Regions from separate parts of the Sus scrofa genome. Here region 1 is linked to region 2. Evidence: chromatin contacts called from public Hi-C data. All regions are on one chromosome and are shown on one strand. Each heading gives the region's core, a stretch centred on a gene start, on an enhancer-like site or on the middle of the called end of the contact. The rest is flanking DNA. Distances are from core to core; before and after follow the strand shown.

Region 1 (4,087 bases), core at 1,203-3,702, 120 kb before region 2:
GGTGGGTGGGTGACAGTACAAGACGCCGTTGATCCCGAGCGGAGGTGCATTTTCCTGAGTTCCGGGTGAGCAGCGGCTGGTGCTCCCACTGGGATTTGTGGCTGCTGAGGAAGGAAGAGCAGGAAGAAAACGCCAAGGGCCACAGTTCGGTTCACCAGCCTGGACCGGGTGCAGGAATAGGATGCTCTGTCTCCTGCCGAGGACAGAGGGCCACGGGGAGATCACGAGGAGCTCTGCTCAGCCGGGACCATGATCCCCATTTAACGGATGAGGAAACTGAGGCCCGGGAGGTAGAGTCACTAGCTGGTAAGTAGCAGAGACAGGATTGGAACCCGTACCTGGAGGTCCGGCTGCGAGCACTGCAGGTGTGCGTAGAGCCAGCAGGGGGCAGTGCTGGGAGCACCTGGAGGCACAGCCCGCCCTGCTCCCCTTCTGCCCCAGGAGCCAGCTCTCATCCACTCAGCTTTCTTGTCTTCTCCTCCAGGAAGCCTTCCACGATGGCCCTTAGCCCGCTGCCAAGACACACTTTTCTCCCAGGTTCCTGGGCAGCTGGCTTACTTCAGAGCAGCCTCTGTCCCTGTCACTTGCCCCGTGTGCCTCTGCGAGCTGCAAGGCCTATGTCTTTCATTCTCAGATCCCTAGCAGGGGGCTTGGAACGTGATGGGCATTAACAAGTACCTGAATAGGAGTTCCCATCGTGGTGCAGAAGTTAATGAATCCAACTAGGAATCATGAGGTTGCGGGTTCGATCCCTGGCCTTGCTCAGTGGGTTAAGGAGCCAACATTGCCGTGAGCTGTGGTGTAGATTGCAGACATGGCTTGGATCCTGCATTGCTGTGGCTCTGGTGTAGGCTACAGCTCCGATTCGACTCCTAGCCTGGGAACCTCCATATGACATGGGAATGGCCCTAGAAATGGCAAAAAGACAAATAAATAAATAAGTACCCGAATTGACGTGGATGAGAAAACCAGGAGTAGAGAGGCGTGAGGCCCTTCCTTCCAAAGATGGGGACAAGATTTTCGTGGGGGGGGGAACAGGCCACCCCCAGAGGCCAGCTCCAGCAGGCGCTAGAGGGCATTAGACAGTCCTGGCAGGCGCGAGCTCTGGGCAGGGCCATCCTGCGTTGACTCCTGCGGAGGAGGGCAGCTCCGCTGTCCAGCCTGTGGCCTGGCTCCCTCTGGAAGTCCTTCCCACCTTCTCACCTAAGGCCCTCCAGCTGCACCTGGGAAAGGTGCCCGCGGCAGCTGGAGGGGGGATGAGGGCAGTTTGCCCTCTGCCAGACCTCAGGACGGACACTCCCCTGGAACCTGGGGTCAGCTGGCTCGTTGGCACATCCGTTCGTTTATTCAGTAAATGTTTATTGGGCACCCATGGGCGCCGAGACCCTGCCTGGCCTTGGGGGTGGGGGACGCTGCCTAGGGGCTTGGCCTCTGGGGTTTGTGAGGGCGCCCCCCCCACCCGGGGTTCTAGTCTTTACTTCAAGGGTGGGCTCAGAGCCCCTCTGCCACCCATTCCCGCCCAGCCTGGGTTGGGGGAGGGGCTGGGGGAGGAGCCGGGCAGCCCCTCCCTGGGGTGGGGGAGGGCCTCCGTGGGGTGGAGGTGGGCCTGGCAGCCCCGCCCGGCCCCACACACGCAGCTGTTCCCGGAATGGGGGTTTTAAACTTTTTTTTGTTGGCGAATATGCATGTGGTCTTAATTATTTATACGCAGCACTTATCTCCCCAAATGTTTTATCGGGATTCGGCGGATCCGAGAGCGCGAGATGGAAGCCCCGGGGGCGCGCGGGGGCGGGGCGGGGGCCGTAGGGGAGCAGCTGGGAGCTGGGGGAGGTGGTCGAGGCGTCCCCTAAGCCGGCCCGGGGGTGAAGAAAGGAAGGACCCCACTCGTGGTCGATTTAACTCCTTCAGGCCCCGACGCGCCTTGGGAAACCGCAGCAGGTATCTCCGCGGCGGGAGGTAACACCTGGGCGGGTTTACTGCCTGCGCCATCCTGCCAACAGGGGGCGCCACGCCGGGGCCGGTTCTCTTCGGTGCAAAGCTGGCCGCGGAGGAGGGTGGGGAACCACCTCTTTCAGCAGCAGCAACTCAGGAGGCCTTAAGACGGGGGGTCTCGGCTCTTTCCTGGTAGCGGCGGCCAAAGGAGAGCAGAGGCGTGACCTTTGGATCCCGCACCTGCTAACGTCCCAGGGCGTTAGGGCCCCGTTTAGCGCTCCACCATCCCCCGGAGGCGTTTCCTGCCCGTTTTACAAATGAGGAAAGCGAGGTTTAGAGGAGTCACCCATCTGCGGACTCCAGCAGAGCAGGGGTTGGTGCCCACGTGGATTCAGGCGGATGGTCTTACCTGCAGCAAGGCGAGGGGAGGGGCCCGGGGCTGCCCCCTCACTTGGTCCTCCTCCCCGCCCCCCAGCTGCGTGTGGCCTGTCTGTGCCCTCTATTCCTGGCCTTTTGGGCAACGCCGCCTCTGGAGATTCCTGGAAGCGTCCCAGGCGCACACCTCCCTCTCGCACCCGCCCACCCTGTGCTTTGCAGGATTTGCAAGGGGGGGCTCGGAGATCAATCCTTGGGGGCCTTGGGAACCTGGGCCTGGAGGTCCTGGGAGCTCCCAACTGCTCCCTCCGGGGGTGCCCGGAGCGCCCTGACCTGCCCCCCCGTCCCAGGCGGCCCGGGCGGGAGGTCCCAGGGGATGGCAGGCGCCCACGACGCGGGGGGGTGGGGGGAGCGCTGGGCAGGGCCTACCCCGACCACCGGGAATTCCAGGAGGACAGAGGGCCTGGAGGTTTGGAGGTTTGGAGGTGCACCGAGGAGCCTCCTGCGCCTGGGGGGCCCCGGTCCTGGCCGGGAGGGGGTGCGTGTTTGTGCCGAGAGTGGGGAGGACTTCCTTGAGCGGGCCGGTTGGGACTGGGTGGGGGCCGGGTTGGGATGAGCTCGGGGCCCATGGAATCTGGACTCCCTGGGTCGGCCAGGCCTGGCGGGGCGGGAGCCTCATCGAGGCATTCCCAGAATTGCGCCCCAGGCCGCGGCGAGGAGCTTTCTCCCGAGGTAAAGCTCTTTCCGAGGGGGATTCCTGCGAGCTCCGCCGGGTAATTGGTTCATCGATTGAGAGCGCGGGCGTGGGGGGCGCCTCGGCGGGGGCGGGGCAGCTGAGTCAGGGGCCCGGCCCTGGGCGGCGGCGCTCCGGGGAGGCAGGGAAGGCGGGAATTCCAGGTCGGGGAGGGTCTCTGGGCCTCCCCAAGTCGGCGAGGACCCCCAGCGGGCAGCCAAGGGAGCCCCCGGGGGCTGAAGCGCCAGCCGGGCCCCCTCGGGCCCCTGGCAGGATCGGTTCCCACCAGCCAACCTGTTCCCATAGCCAGAAGTTGCCATGGTGACCCCCTCCCACCTTCAGCTACAGCTTTTCCAGTAAAACCACTGCAGAAATCCATACTTCCCGACAGGCACGCCCCCGGCCCCCCGCCCCCCACTCTGCGCGGTCTGGGAGCGGCTGGGAGTTAACCCTCTGCTTGCCGGCCTGCCCGAGCCGTTTGGGGGAGGCCAGGGGGGGGAGAGAGCCGCCGGCAAGTGGGGGACCTGGGCAGGATAGGAGAAGGTGCAAGGGGACAGCCAGGCTGGCCTCTCCCTCAAGGCCCCAGGATGGGACCTCAGCAACTCCAGGAAGTTGGAGGGGAGAAGGGGAGCTAGCTCCCCACGGTCTCCCAGCTTGGAGGAGTCTTGCTGGGGCAGCTGCGGACCCCCAGGGTCCTTGCTTGGCTCCAGCTCGCCAAGGGGGCCTCCTGCCCCACTTGGTGGGGCAGCAGATCTACCCAGCCCGGCCGCACGCAGCTGCTGGCCAGATTAGCTCCTACTTGGTCCCCTGCTCCTGAGGCACAGACTTCTCTCCCAGAGGCAGAGAGGGCTCAGCTCAAGTCCAGCAGCCCCAGTGCCCACATCTGGCAGCACATCCCCCATGCCTGGAGCCTGGCTCTGTGTCCCCAGGTCTGCTCTGATGGGCTGCTGGGCAGAAGTCACGGACTGCATCAGGGCTTGGCGGCCTCCCCCGAGGAGGGAGGCTCGTGATCTGGGCTGCTGGCAGGTTTGAGGAAGAAGAGGGGTT
Region 2 (3,955 bases), core at 216-2,715:
ACTGCAGGGGCTTGGGTCACTATGGACATGCAGGTTTGATCCCTGGCCTGACAGCAATGGTTCGAGGGATCTGGTGTTGCACAGTCACGGCTCAGATTCAATCCCTGGCCTGGGAACTGCCATATGCCGCCGGTGTGGCCGTTTAAAAACAAAACTAAAAGCCAATTCAGAGGCCTGTGCAGACAGAAGTGAAGTGGTTCATGGGGATCTAAGCCATTGCAGGGCTTTGAGAATCCCGTTCACAGGTACCTGTGCCCTTGGGTCAGCACAGATGGTCCTTTTGCGCCGAGAACTTGGATTCTATTTATTTTATTTCCAAGTAGTGACACTTGTTGATGGTCTGGCTTGGGTTTGAACATAGAGCAGGTGGTGGAGGGAGAGCCTGGAGGTGTGCCTGGCCAGGAGCGGGGCCCCCCGTGGTGTTTGTGGGGCCTGGAGGTGGGTGGCGGGTGTCAGGGGGACGGTGATCACGCGAGGCAGGCCCCTGTCCCCAAAGGGTCTTGGAGTTTCTGCGCTGTGTTTCTCCTGCTCACAGTGGTAACAGGGTTTCTTTCCTTGCAGCTGGGAGGGAAGGCAGGCATCCGCCTTGACAGCGTTCGTGCTCTGCGTGGCTCGGGGCCTTGTGTGGGCCACCGAGGCCCCCTGCTCCCCTGGGAAGAGGCTGCCTGGCACATCTCATGGGAGAGCAACCCTTTTTCCTGAGCTGGGGCAGGAGAATCATGGGGGACTGGGCCTTGAGTCCCTATTGCTGGCTGCTAGGGACCCTGGTCAGGTCCAGGGAAGCAGGGCAGGGCGCCCTCTGCTCACTGGGACAGGAATGCAGCGGCTGTTCCCAGAGGGGCCGCGGTGTCTCGGCCTCCTTCCGGGGTAGCAGTCTTTTCCTTTAAGTTGAGAGTAACTTTCAGTGAACTGCCTGGTGCCCTGCCTGAGTCTCTGCACGGATCGCCTGCAGCAGGGCTGGTGGGCTTTGGGGGTACAGGCACAGCGCCTCTGTGTACGAGGCCTCCCTGGTCCTCTGCGCTCAGGAGTTTGTGACCTTTACAACGAAGCCTTTCCAGGGAAGGTGCCAGCTTCCCTCCTGAGTCACGGGAAGGCAGATAACGCTGCCGCAGGCCAGCCCTCCGAGGCGCATGGACTTAGTCTCGTGTTTGGGAATTACTGTTGTGAAATGGTTGCAGCCTTTGTTGATGGACAAGGAAATGGTAACTGCTTTGCTCCCTGGGATCTGCCTCCCGCGATCTGGGAATCTTGTCAGTGCCGGAGTGGGGCCTTGGTGCCGGGAAGGTCTTCACGACCAGGCCGAGAGGAAGTGGCAGCGGTCGGGCTCTGGGTGGCCGGCGGGAGAATCTATCTGCTCAGCAGATCACAGATGCTATGGGGAGGCTTCCAGCAAGTGACCGAGGAGGTTTCAGCAGAGACTAGCCAGCCTCAGGGTGGGCTGGGCTGAGAGGGACAGGCCAGCCTCCGATGGTGGGGTCTCCCGGACTTTCTCCTGGGTTGCTGGGAGCCGGCTTTCTGCAGGCAGTAGAGAGGGGTCCGTGCGGCCGTGGCCTCGTGCCAGGACGAGGTCTCTGTGGGCCCGGGTTGATTTGGGGGCGAGTCTCTGCCAGGGCCCGGGCGCTGGCTGCTCTCCCCGCCTCCTGAGTGAGGGGACTGAGCCCACATCCTGGATCTTAAGAAGAGCCGGGCAGGCTGCGGTCAGGAGCTGCTTTCCCAAATGACATATTTGGGATGTTTTCTTTTTCTTCCCAAACCTGAATCCCAGGGGCTTTGGATGGTGGGAGGGTGGCAGTTCGTGCCAGCTGCAGCCCTTCCGTTCTCTGCAGGCACGTGGACTTCTGTGCCTTTGAAATGCAGCGATGCATTTCTGGATAATTCCACCTACATACTTAACACCTGGACGGCAGCCATCCTCTGGAGAGGCCCACGCGCTGCCCGATCCCGAGACTGCCCCGCTGCCCAGCTGCCCCACAGCCCAGAAAGTCCCTGAAACCCCAGCTGCCTGGGTCCCCGCTCTCCAGAGCCGCCTCGGGAGCCCTTGGGACCCAGGGAAAGGCCTGTTCATGTCCCATTAGTGCCGGAGAAGGGGAGGTGTTTTCATCTGAATCTAAGTCCCTCCCTTGAGTTAGCGCATTTGGTGGAAGCTGCAAGCTTCCTGGTTGGTTCGGAGAGCTCAGTGGACCCCTGCGACCTAAGGAGGCTCCCTGGACAGCGCCGCGCCCCGTCAGCTGACCTCCTCCTCCATCCCTGAGCGCAGGCTGGGAGGAAACGCAAGTGTCTCTGCTAATTTAAGTGAAATCCTGGCTGTGGAGTCAGATGAAAACATGCAGCTGGAGCCGGGTCTCTGGAGACGCCTGCAGACCCGCCCCCCGCGGCAAGGGCGCCTCCGCTGGCAGGCCAGGCCCGTGCAGCCGTCTGCGCCAGGGGACCCCAGCCCTGGGAGCCCCGCCTTCTCGACAGGGGGTGAGCTCAGAAAATGGGCGGGAAAAGAGGCCGTGGGGACTGGATGTCCCCAGCCTGCCTGGAGAAGCTCAGACGGGGTGTCACACTGTGGAGGGCGCGGTGTCCTTGGTCCGTCCTCACTGGGCAGAGGAATTTGTCAGGGACGCGGCTTCCCTTCTGCCCCCAGAGGGCTCCTGGTGATGGAAGCAGAGTCGCAACCCTGACTGCTGCCCCTTGAAAGCTTCCATTCCTTGTTCAGAAGGCACAACACGTATAGGGTGAGATGTTTAAAGAGGAGGCAGCTTCTCCTCTCAAAGATTCTAAGCAGTTTAAGACAAGGCTCATATCCGTGTTTAAATTCCTTTTGTGTGTGTGTGTATGTGCGTGCGTGCGTGCGCGTGCGCGCTTTTTAGACCGCACCTATGGCATATGGAAATTCCAGGCTCGGGGTTGAGTCAGAGCTGTAGCCGCCGGCCTCTGCCAGAGCCGCAGCAGCGCCAGATCCGAGCCGCGTCTGCGACCTACACCACAGCTCATGGCGACGCCGGATCCTTAAGCCATTGAGTGAGGCCAGGGATCAGGTCGTGGATGCCAGTCAGATTCATTTCCACTGCCCCAGGACGGGAAATCCAGTTTTAACTTTTTTTAAATAAGAAAGTAATAGTCATTCGTTGTAAAACTTGAGAAAAATTGGAAGATGCTAAGCCCTTCGTGCTAAGTCACTGATACCGTTTTGTGTTTTGAGTTGTCTGAGCCCTTTGTATCGTTTGGGTGTTAACCCCTTGTAGGTCACAACCCTTCTGTAGGTGGTGGGTTTCGTTTTGCTGATGGTTTTGGGTTTTGGCCACACCTGCAGCATATGGAAGTTCCCGGGCTGGGGATCGAATCTGAACTGCAGCTGTGCCAGGCCACTGCACTGGGCCGGGGATCAGACCCGGGCCTCTGCAGACAGCGCCGGAGTCTTCACCCGCGGAGCCGCGGCGGGAGCTCCTTTCTTCTCTTTAACTTCATTGAAGTCCGGTCGACGGGCCGTGCGGCAGAGTGACTGAGTCACGCGTTCCTTCCCATGATGGGGTTTATCTCAAGACGCTGAATGGAGTCCCCCCCCTGTGCTGCATAGAAGGACCCTGTTGTCTGTTGAAACTGTTTGGATTGGGCCTTGCCTGTCTTGTCTGTGTACACGTGGAGGTGTCACTCTTCTTAATGGAATTAGGATCACACCGTGTGTGTCAGCTCACGTGTGGTGTCTTTCACTTAGTACGTTGTGCCCTTCTCGACGTCGTTGAATATTTTTCTAAGAGCGTAATTGTCTTATGTTACACGGGTTTATTGTATTTAATTAGCTGGTTGTTGGATGTTGTGGTTTCCAGTGTTTCTCTAACATCAGTGTCGGGATAAGTATCTGCGCACACAAATCTTAGTGCTTAGTTAATTGGGAGAAATTCTTGCAAGAAGTTCTTTTCGAGACTTTTGCTGCCTGTTGCCGCGTTTCTCCCCAGATGTCGCCCGCGCC

Evidence for each region. Hi-C and Micro-C count contacts between places; a contact is called where the count stands out from the background.
Region 1: a Hi-C map of liver shows a contact between it and region 2, with 4 times the contacts expected there. The contact joins two enhancer-like sites. A contact is called at or near these places in 2 of 5 promoter capture datasets (fetal liver and liver), 8 of 47 Hi-C or Micro-C datasets (blood, embryonic fibroblasts, fetal liver and 3 more) and 1 of 2 datasets of contacts at active chromatin or transcription factors (alveolar macrophages).

Annotation. Positions count from the first base shown.
Region 1 is chr12:3,715,721-3,719,807 of Sscrofa11.1, reverse strand. No RefSeq gene overlaps it. Among named protein-coding and RNA genes, the nearest start is that of TMEM235, 25 kb to the left of the region's middle. Within about 2 kb of position 2,452, at least 24 of the 83 cell types and tissues checked have an H3K27ac peak or open chromatin away from gene starts, as enhancers often do. A contact at or near this core is called in fetal liver and liver, where this site is marked.
Region 2 is chr12:3,594,936-3,598,890 of Sscrofa11.1, reverse strand. All of the region lies in intron 8 of PGS1 (CDP-diacylglycerol--glycerol-3-phosphate 3-phosphatidyltransferase, mitochondrial), which reads left to right. Among named protein-coding and RNA genes, the nearest start is that of PGS1, 32 kb to the left of the region's middle. Within about 2 kb of position 1,465, at least 27 of the 83 cell types and tissues checked have an H3K27ac peak or open chromatin away from gene starts, as enhancers often do. A contact at or near this core is called in fetal liver and liver, where this site is marked.